Linked DNA regions of Sus scrofa: region 1 is linked to region 2. Evidence: chromatin contacts called from public HiChIP or PLAC-seq data. All regions are on one chromosome and are shown on one strand. Each heading gives the region's core, a stretch centred on a gene start, on an enhancer-like site or on the middle of the called end of the contact. The rest is flanking DNA. Distances are from core to core; before and after follow the strand shown. Region 1 has its middle 34 kb from the start of STRBP. Region 2 overlaps RABGAP1 (rab GTPase-activating protein 1).

Evidence for each region. HiChIP or PLAC-seq counts read pairs in DNA pulled down with a chosen protein or histone mark.
Region 1: a contact with region 2 is called in an H3K27ac HiChIP or PLAC-seq map of skeletal muscle. The contact joins two enhancer-like sites. A contact is called at or near these places in 1 of 47 Hi-C or Micro-C datasets (skeletal muscle) and 1 of 2 datasets of contacts at active chromatin or transcription factors (skeletal muscle).

Annotation. Positions count from the first base shown.
Region 1 is chr1:264,227,708-264,232,935 of Sscrofa11.1, reverse strand. No RefSeq gene overlaps it. Among named protein-coding and RNA genes, the nearest start is that of STRBP, 34 kb to the right of the region's middle. Within about 2 kb of position 2,300, at least 2 of the 83 cell types and tissues checked have an H3K27ac peak or open chromatin away from gene starts, as enhancers often do. A contact at or near this core is called in skeletal muscle, where this site is marked.
Region 2 is chr1:263,992,496-263,996,977 of Sscrofa11.1, reverse strand. It overlaps RABGAP1 (rab GTPase-activating protein 1), which reads right to left. Exons shown (of 26, transcript XM_021074563.1): 16 at 2,262-2,387; 17 at 1,516-1,659. Among named protein-coding and RNA genes, the nearest start is that of GPR21, 41 kb to the right of the region's middle. Within about 2 kb of position 1,912, at least 14 of the 83 cell types and tissues checked have an H3K27ac peak or open chromatin away from gene starts, as enhancers often do. A contact at or near this core is called in skeletal muscle, where this site is marked.

The DNA.
Region 1 (5,228 bases), core at 1,051-3,550, 240 kb before region 2:
CTAACCCACTGAGCAAGGCCAGGGATTGAACCTGCAACCTCATGGTTCCTAGTCGAATTCGTTTCCGCTGTACCATGACGGGAACTCCGCTACTTTTTTCTTTATGTCCCAGGTCACTTCTGCTAGGTTTTAACTGTAGCGAATGCCATTGTCACCAGCTACTAAGGTATTTTCTTTTCTCTCTTTCTTTTCTTTCTTTTTTTAAGAGTCTTTTTTGAAAGACACCATGTTCACACATTCTGCAGGAATGTCCCATTTGATATGGCCACTGGACATGCCTGACTACTTCTTTATTTATGATTTCTGGCGCTTTTCCTTTGAGGCTGCTCAGAATAGCTTCTGATCTGCTCACTCACAGAAACGGTGAAATCAAATCTTCCTGCACTCGCTCCATCCATCGTAAGCAAGTTTGCTTATGTAAGCTGCTCCCGCCCGCGCTGAGTAACTGGATGGTGAGGGCAGAGCCCTGTACAGATTTCAAATGCGGCTCTCTTCACATAAACATCTTTGACTGGCATACTATTCTTCTGGTAAAGTGCATTTGTTTCCAGAAATCTCCTCGTCGCAATCAATAGCAGTGTGTGCATGCTACTGAAGGCCACATTTGAGCCATTTGCTCTCCACTAACCTCTTTATACTCCTTTAAATGTTTTTGGGCTTTCCCTCGGTGATATTCAAATCAATGTCCTTACTTATTTATTCTTTGGAAGTTTCCTAGCTCCCTCAGCAGCGCACCACTTCTGTTTGATTGCTTTTGCTGAACTTCTGCACTTGGGACAAATCAGCGGGCTCAAAGAACTTTGAGCATCGTTTGTGCTTGTGCGATGTGTAGGTATGAGCGAATTTGCATGAGTGTGAGTGTGTGTAGCCTAAGATAGCTGAAAGACCTCTGTGTTTGAAATCAAAGACACCTGGATTGGAAGGGACAGTTCTTCCATGTGCTAGCTGGTAGCTTTGGGCAAGTCACCTCATGGGGCCTCAGTTTCTGCAGCTGGAACAGAGAAATATGTCTACGCCCCAGAGAAATGAAAACATGTCTACATGAAAATTTGTACTTGAATGTTCGTAGCAGCATTTTTCACGACAGCAAATGAAACCCAAATTCCATCAACTGAAGAATGGATAAATGTTGTTTCTAGCGATATGATAAAATTGGGTATAATGGGAGTTCCCGCTGTGGCAGTGGGTTAAGAATCTGACTGCAGCCGCTCAGGTTGCTGTGGAGGCATGAGCTCAATCTCTGGCCTGGTGCAGTGGGTAAAAGAATCTGGTGTGGCCGCAGCTAGGGCTCAGTCCCCGGCCCAGGGACCTCCATATGCCATGGATGTGGCTGTAAAAATAAATAAAATAAAATCCATAGAATGGAGTATTATTTGGTCATCAGCATGTTGAAGTTCTGATACATGCTACGACATGGATGAAACTTGGCTACATTATGCTAAGTGAAAGAAGCCAGTCTCTAAAGACCACAAGTGGGCCTTCCCATCGTGGCGCAGTGGAAATGAATCTGACTAGGAACCATCAGGTTGCAGGTTCGATCCCTGGCCTCACTCGGTAGGTTAAGGATCCCGTGTTGCCGTGAGCTGTGGTGTAGGTCACAGACACAGTTCAGATCTGGCATTGCTGTGGCTGTGGTGTAAGCCAACAGCTGTAGCTGGGATTCGCCCCCTAGCCTGGGAACCTCCATATGCCACAGCCCTAAAAAGCAAAAAACAAAAAACAAAAAACAAACCATGTGTGTTAGTTTGCCATAGTAATAAAGTACCATGATAAAGTGCCACAACTGGATGGCTTACATAAGAGAAATTTATCATCTTGTAGTTCTGGAAGCCAGAAGTCCAGGGTCAACGTGTCGGCAGCCTTTCTTACTTCTGAGGACGTCTCCTGGCTTCTGCCGTCTTGCTGGCCATCTTCGGTGTTCCTTTGCTTGTAGAAGCATCACCTGGATCTCTGCCTTCATCTTCACAGGGTATCGAAACGTTCCCTTTTTATAAGGACACCAGTCATGTTGGACCAGAGCACACCTTAAAGACCTCATTGTAACTAGTTACATCTGCAACAACTCTCTTTCCAAAGAGGGTCACTTTCTGAGAGACTGAGGGTTAGAACTTCAACATATGGATGTGGGGGGAGACCCAATTCAACCCATTAACACCCCAGAGTGTATGATTCCATTAATGGGAAATGTCTAGAATAGGTAAATCCATGGAGACAGAAAGTAGATTAGCGGTTGCCAGGGGCTGGGAGAAAGAAGGAATTTGGAATGACTGCTAATGGATACAGGGTTTATTTTCGAGAGTGTTCTGAAATTAGATAGTGGTGGTTGCACAACTCTGTGCATGGACTAAAAACTAATGAACTGTACGCTTTAAACGAGTGAACTGTATGGTATGTGAATTATAGCTCCAAAAAGCTGTGTTTTTGTGTTTTTTTAAAGAAAGAAAGAAAACGTGTAATGCTGGCCACTCTTCTGCTGCATCAGGGTAGCGTAGATCGTGTGGTGTAATAGACGTGCGTGTGTTTGGGAAACTGCAAAGATAAAATACAATTGTAGCCTTTGGTCTTTAATTTTTAAATACCTTTGGTCTTTGCTCTGTGCCTTCCGCCCTAACTGCATGGTGGATTCCCTATTAATTCCAAACCTTTCTAATGTAATAAGGAGAATTCTAGCTCTCCTTAGAAGCTAACTTGAACAGTCACTGCAAGTTCACTCTCATATTTCCGAGAAAAACATCTTTCTTAAACCTGCCCTGTGATTCCCACGAAGCGTTCTTCCTTTCTGAACGGATGTCTCTTTCACCACGGAATTTATCTCAGTGAAATCTCTGGAAAGCACCTTCAAGCCTTTGCATTTTTAAGAGATGAGGGTTTTTTTTTTTCCCCCCCGCATCTGTGCTTTTGCCCTTGTTGGATCACAGCTAGTTCTTTTCCCTAGAGGCCAAATGAAATTTCATGAAACAGTTGAGATTTCAGCGGCTAATAAAATCCTTTCTTGTCCTCTGAGATGGCCCTGTGCATCTCTGCCCATGCCTAGCCCCCAGGGACTGCTGCACAAGAGCCTTAGCATCATTTCCGGCTCAAGCCTTAGGGACCACTATGCCTGCAGCCAGCCGTTCAGCCGTCTCAGTGGGTGTCATCTGCTTATGACCTTGGCTCTGTGCTTCACGCCTGCTGTAGGGTGAATTGCCTGTGTTGCAGGTCTCTCAGGCAGCCTGCCTCCGGTTCTGTGCTGTGAGGCATCTCTGGAATGAAGTGCATGTAGATTCGGAGGTTGTAGGTAAACAGTGCAGTTGGCATACCCAACTTGTCAAAACTTAATTTACACTCCTGTCGGTGGCTTCTCCTATCTGCTTGCTAGATTTTACATTTTAGCCATTTCAAACTGGACACTCATCCTAGCTCTTCGATTCCATGCTGTGTGTCTTTGACTAAGTTGCTTAACCTCTCTGGGCCTCAGTTTTGTCCAACTTGGAAAGGGGATAATGATCCTTTTTTTTTTTTTTTTTTTTAGGGTGGCACCTGAGGCATATGGAGGTTCCCAGGCTAGGGGTTGAATCGGACCCGTAGCCACTGGCCTACCCCATAGCCACGGCAATGCCAAATCTGAGCTGTGTCTGCAACCTACACCATAGCTCATGGCAATGCGGAATCCTTAACTTGCTGCGCAAGGGCCAGGGATCGAACCTGCGTCCTCATGGATACTAGTCAGTTTCATTTTCTGCTGAGCCAGGATGGGAATTCCAATGATCCTTTTCTCATAAGGCGGTGATGAGGGTGGAATGAGATTTTTCTGGTACAAACCGAGAGCCTGACTTAACAACATTGGCTCCCCACTGCCTTTCCTCCTCCCTCAAGGAGAACAAGCTTGATTTGCACCTTGACTGAGGACTAAGAGGCCATGGAAAGAGCAGTGCACTCAGGGTCACACACACCTAATTTGAAGTCCCAGCTCTGGTTGTGAGCCTGGGCAGATGTGTTGAACGCATGCTTTCCCGTGTCACTGGGGTTGGAGCAAGGGATCCTGAAGAGGACATGAGATCGCAGCTAAGGAACAGCTTAGAAACCTGTAAGGGGCTGTCTGGCTGGGAGAGACTGTTGCCACAACTGTCATGTGACCTGACACCCTTCACACCCACCTGGGCTGCTCCTCCCAGGACCCCGCACTCACCTTCACCAACCTGAGATCCGGGCAGGTTCTCAGGAGGGCAGGCTCCGAGCTCCGGCCCCTCTCTGCAGCCTCCTTTGTTTTCTTTTCTCACCATCCTCCAATCCTCCAGGAAGACGGTTTGCTAGCCCAAGGCAGCATGCAGGGGCCCTGGGCCAGCTGAGTCTCCCTTTTCCCCTGGCTTGTGCAGGTGTGGCGCTCCTGAGGGACCAGGGAAGGTCCCCCCAGTCATTCCGCACTGGACCACTTCGAGCCGAGGGGCACAGGGCAAGTGCCTTAAGTCCTCTGGGCTTGGATGCCTCCTCTGTCCCTTGGAGACGATGACAGCACCTTCCTCCGAGGTGGCCGTGTAGCTTAAATGTCATCACACAGAAAGAATTTAGATCAGAGTCTAGCACACAATAAGCCCTCAACAGGAGTTCCCGTCGTGGCGCAGTGGTTAACGAATCTGACTAGGAACCATGAAGTTGCGGGTTCAGTCCCTGCCCCTTGCTCAGTGGGTTAACAATCCGGCGTTGCCGTGAGCTGTGGTGTAGGTTGCAGATGCGGCTCGGATCCCGCGTTGCTGTGGCTCTGGCGTAGGCCAGGGGCTACAGCTCCAATTCGACCCCTAGCCTGGGAACCTCCATATGCCACAGGAGCAGCCCAAAGAAATAGCAAAAAGACAAAAATACCAAAAAAAAAAAAAAAAAAAAGCCCTCAACAAATATTTGAGATTATCATTGCTCGTTCCTTCAGTTATTCACTTGCTGGACACCTTCACGCTGCTGGGTGCTGGGGACACAGATGAACCAGATGGAGACTCTGCCTTCAGGGAGCTCCCGGGCCAGAGGGGCTGGCAGACAAGACCTTGGGCCATGAGGGCACGGGCCATTAGGGGACATGGTGATCACACAGGGTCGGTGCTGTGGGAACAACCGCACAAAGTGATACGGAGAGCAGGTGCTGCAGGAGCCGGTAGGAGAGTGGCCCTGACTCCTCGGGGGCGGGTCAGGAGAAGCCCCAGAGAGGAAACCATTTGACAGGGTTGCCAAGGGGTAGGAATCCACCCCTGCGGGTGGAA
Region 2 (4,482 bases), core at 663-3,162:
TGCTGCTTCACTCTAGGCACAACCCGCACTGTGTCATCAGCCCTCCGCCCCAGAGCTGGAATCTCAGAGTTCCCTCCAGTCTGCCTTTCTTCATCTAATCATTCCAGGAGTGGCGGGGCAAAGGTCTGATGAGGGGAGGCACTAACATCTGCTGACCAAGTTAAACTTGTAAAGTTTCTGGGACTCAGTTTCCATAACCAATATTCTCCCAAGGGTTTTCTGAGCTTGCTAGTTGAAAAGCTTATGTAAATCCCTTAGCATGCTACCAAGGCCCATAGTAACTACATAACAAACGGTTGCTCATAATAGTGAAAAATGAGACAAAGGTTTGAAATTAGGAACTGGTTAAATAAAGTACAGTATATACAAAATATCGAAAGAATGGAATACTTGGCAGTAAGTTAAGAATAACAGTACTTTGGTAATGCTATTTCTTATGTTTCAAGCTGGGGAGAAGATATAAATTTCTTAATGGATCTTTGTATGTTTTGAATATGGAATCATTAAAAAATAAGGATGCTATATATGTGTACGTGTCTATTAATATTCGAATGCAAGAAATTAAAAGATGTTACCAAATAGCATAATCATATTTTTATGTATTTATATATATATAAAACCATAATATACATTATTACATTAATACTCCATACGAAAAAACTATTCCATATAGAAATTACACATAAACATATATGAACACACACAAAAAAGGCTAAAAAAGTACTTACCCTCTAGATAGCAGGATTAGAAGTATTTTAAAATCTTTTTGCTTACACGTTCTATAGTTTTTATAACAAACTTTTCTTTTTTTTGGAAATTGTTTTTTCTGCTTAGGTGCACACGTGCACGCACACACACACACACAAACACAGCCCAAAATTCAAAACTATGCTGAGGCAAAGAGTGTTATTTACTATAACATCTATTTTCTTTCAGTAACAGACCCCTAAGTTTTAGCATATCTCTATATAGCTCAAAGATAAAAACTTTCCCTTGCCACAAGGTAACATCATGTACCTAAGTTCTGGCCAAGAAGAGGTTAAATGGAAAGACAGGTGGAACATCCATGAAATTTCCTTAAAAAGAGGGGATGCACCCTCTCCCGACCCCTAAACCTTGTAGCTTAAATACACAGATAGATGGTGGCTGGAGCTCTAATCAGCAGTAAGTCGTACTCTGAGGAAGGCATGTTACTGCCAACCTTCTGATTTGTTTTACACGAGAAAAGAAAAATAAACCTCTACTTTAATTAGTCACTGTTATTTTGGATTTATTATTTTGGATTTATTCAATGCAGCCAAGCCTAATATAAACGAATACAAATGCCTGCCATGTTTCTTTTTTCAGCAGAGAGAACCTTGAACAAAATACACTTACTAGCTTCCGCCCAAGGAAAAGTCACTTAAGCCTGAATTTTCCAGTAATAACTGAAAAGAACAAATTCTATCTTCAACAGAACTGACAGAGGAAGAACCCTACAAACGACAGCCAAAGTGCGGTGCCTCTTATACATACCTCACATAAAAGCAGGTCGATGATATGGAAGACCATGTAGAGAGGGAATTTTGCGGTGAAGAGCGTAAGAAACCACTGGGAGGCATACATGTGTGCTTCAAGACTTATGTCCAAGAAGTGGTTGTACAGGTCAGGAATGTATTCCTGAAATAGCAAACTAATTAGTTTGGGGCACATATGCAGCTGTTTAACTCCCACTAAGGAGGCTCATAAATCTGCCAGAAATAGGCTAAGAAAGTCACATTCTTGTGTTTATCCCGAAACTGCCAAAGTGCTCAGAAGAACACTTATCATCTGCTATTAACCTGGCACTCAGCTCTCGTTTCCAGTCCATAAAGCAGCTCTAAAGAGGAATCCCCAAAATGGTGACAAATATTTGGAAGGACAGTTTTTCTTTCCAAGTTATGCAATGTTTGGGAATGTTCGTTTCGCTTTTGTTACGAGATTCCTAACCAGTCAGCTTCAGAGCCTTGGTGAATATTTCTTGACCGAGTTTGCTGTGGTTAAAGGCTCCTACAAAGTTATCTGATCTTTTGGGTGTTTATGAGATTGAAAACCAGCTCACACCCATTAGTTAACACCTTATTAATCTTGGCGTCATCACTACACAGTGAGAAATGAAAAACATAAAATCTGTCCTTTCCTGGACGGCCAAGGAAATCCACGGCTGCTCCTTGGCATCATTTCATCACCCCATTCTTAGTCCTGTACTCCTGTAGTAAATGCAAGCCGGATTCTCTTTTTACCTGCATGAGGCGCTCCAACTGGTAAAATTTGCAATGCAAATCTTCAAAGTTTTGCTTGAAAAGTTCCCTGAGGCCATAGTCAAACATGATCTTGACCAGAACGCTGAATGCCTGTTCCTCAGGCATCTGTAACAGATAGGGAAGCGGGGAAGGGGAAGAATCACAAACATACGTTGTTAAGTTTTCTCACTGTTAAAGTCGCCCTTCAACTCTGAACTCTGAAGGACTAGGAATGTAGAGATATGCAGTAACTCAGACCTGTAGCTGTGTTTTGTAACATTTCACTGACTCAACCAAGAAACACTTAACAAAGTCTACTCTATGTCAGACAATATTCCTGTTCTTCCACACAACCAGTATACAATAAATGTAAAACGAAAAAGAAAGATCTGTGGGAACAGAAGAAACAAGAAAGCCTGCATCTGCCTGACGGAGCCAGGAATAGGCTTTGCTGGGAAGACAGGATTTGAACTGAGTGGGAACAGGCTGATATGATACTCAAGTGTATGCTTCATCTTTCCCAAATTATGAGACCTTTGTTGAATCATTTAACCTCCTTAGCTGTTACTTCATTTTAGTAAAAATGTTTTTCTTCCTCATTCTTTCTTCATGCTAAAAACATGGCTAGATACAGAAGAACCTTACATATTCTAAGGTTTGAAGTAATTCTTAAAGTACTATAGTAATAATACATGCAGTAAGACCTAAAATACTTCCAAAAGCTACTTCACTTCATGTCTATTTACAGACGTTACTCACTTATAATAATACCTAATCGTCCATAGCTTTATGGAAAAATATTTGCCTGAGAACCTGGAAAAATGCCTAGTTTTCAAAATAGAAAAAAAGGCACTACAAACATTATTTAAGGCATGGTGTGACTGTAGCAAGCCTTCCAACTGTCACGAAGGCGGGCGGGCTTCTGTTGAACCAGATGATGGAGGTGGGCTGAGCAAAGAAATCACTGAGAATAAAGCAGAGCTAAAGAGCAAATCAGACTAAGTAACAAATGCGAAAAGGGTAACCAATGATTATTAGAAAGGTAAGGGCATTTGGGTCAAAGGACCAGACCTCTGAGGTCTTTATCATGGAAGGCAGCTTCACTCTTCCACATGCTGAGGGAGACTTGGTCTGGCCAGAGTGGCATCGCCGACGTTAGGTGGCACATCTGCCCTTTTACTCTGAAACGGGCACTTATTTTAACACAATGGCAAGCAGCATAGAGCTCAAACCAAGACACTGGGGATTTGATTGGGAAACCCATTTTAAAAGGGCTGTGATACTTTAAACAGAGATAAATATCCTTGGACTGAAGTTGAAAACAAAAACAAACCACACAGGCTTGTGAGACTCTGAGATAGAAGTTCTGATTAAAACAACAAAATCTGAAAACATGATCTCTTGATGGATATGTTAATTAGCTGGACTGTGAAAATCATCACACAATGTATAGTATATCAAATCATATTATACACTACACACACACACAACTTTTGTCAATGATACATAAATAAAGCTGAGAAAAAAAAAGTGACCTCTTTATTAATAGCATAGCTTTACCTAAATTTTGCATGCCTACCAATACCAACAAGCTAGGTTCACAGTAAGAAGATGCAAAGTGGTTTTGTTTTACTTGTATTACCATTTACAAAAGCATGGCTTAAACCTCTTAAGCTTCCTCTTCTTACAGAAACAAAATCTAGACTGCGTGGCCTGGCCCCCGGCTCTCCTTAGAGCTGGTCTTGCTAACCTTTCCAGCTCATTCCCCTACTCTCCATCACGCATGAAGCTCCAGTCACATTTCCCTTCTTTCAGTTCCTTCCAGACGCCAACTCTTCCCCATTTCTGCATTTCTATATCCTGTACTCTCTCTGCCTGGAATGCTCTACTCTCCACTCTCCTGTTTTTAAAATAGTTTTCTTATTTTCATAATTTTTTTTTTCTTTTTACGGCCACACCTGCAACATATGGAAGTTCCCAGGCTAGGGGTCAAATGAGAATTGTAGCTGAGGCCTACGCCACAGCAACACCAGATCCAGGCTGCCATCTGGAAGATAGGGCACAGCTTGCGACTTCATAAGAACATTTAAAAAAGTTAAATGATACAGAAAAGTACAAAAAAAAGAGTGGATAACCCTTTTCATTTTTCAGGGTTCACCTTAAAGGGTTTTCTGGTAATCTTCCAAGAGAAGCCTATAATCTAAATGAGACTCCCTCCTGC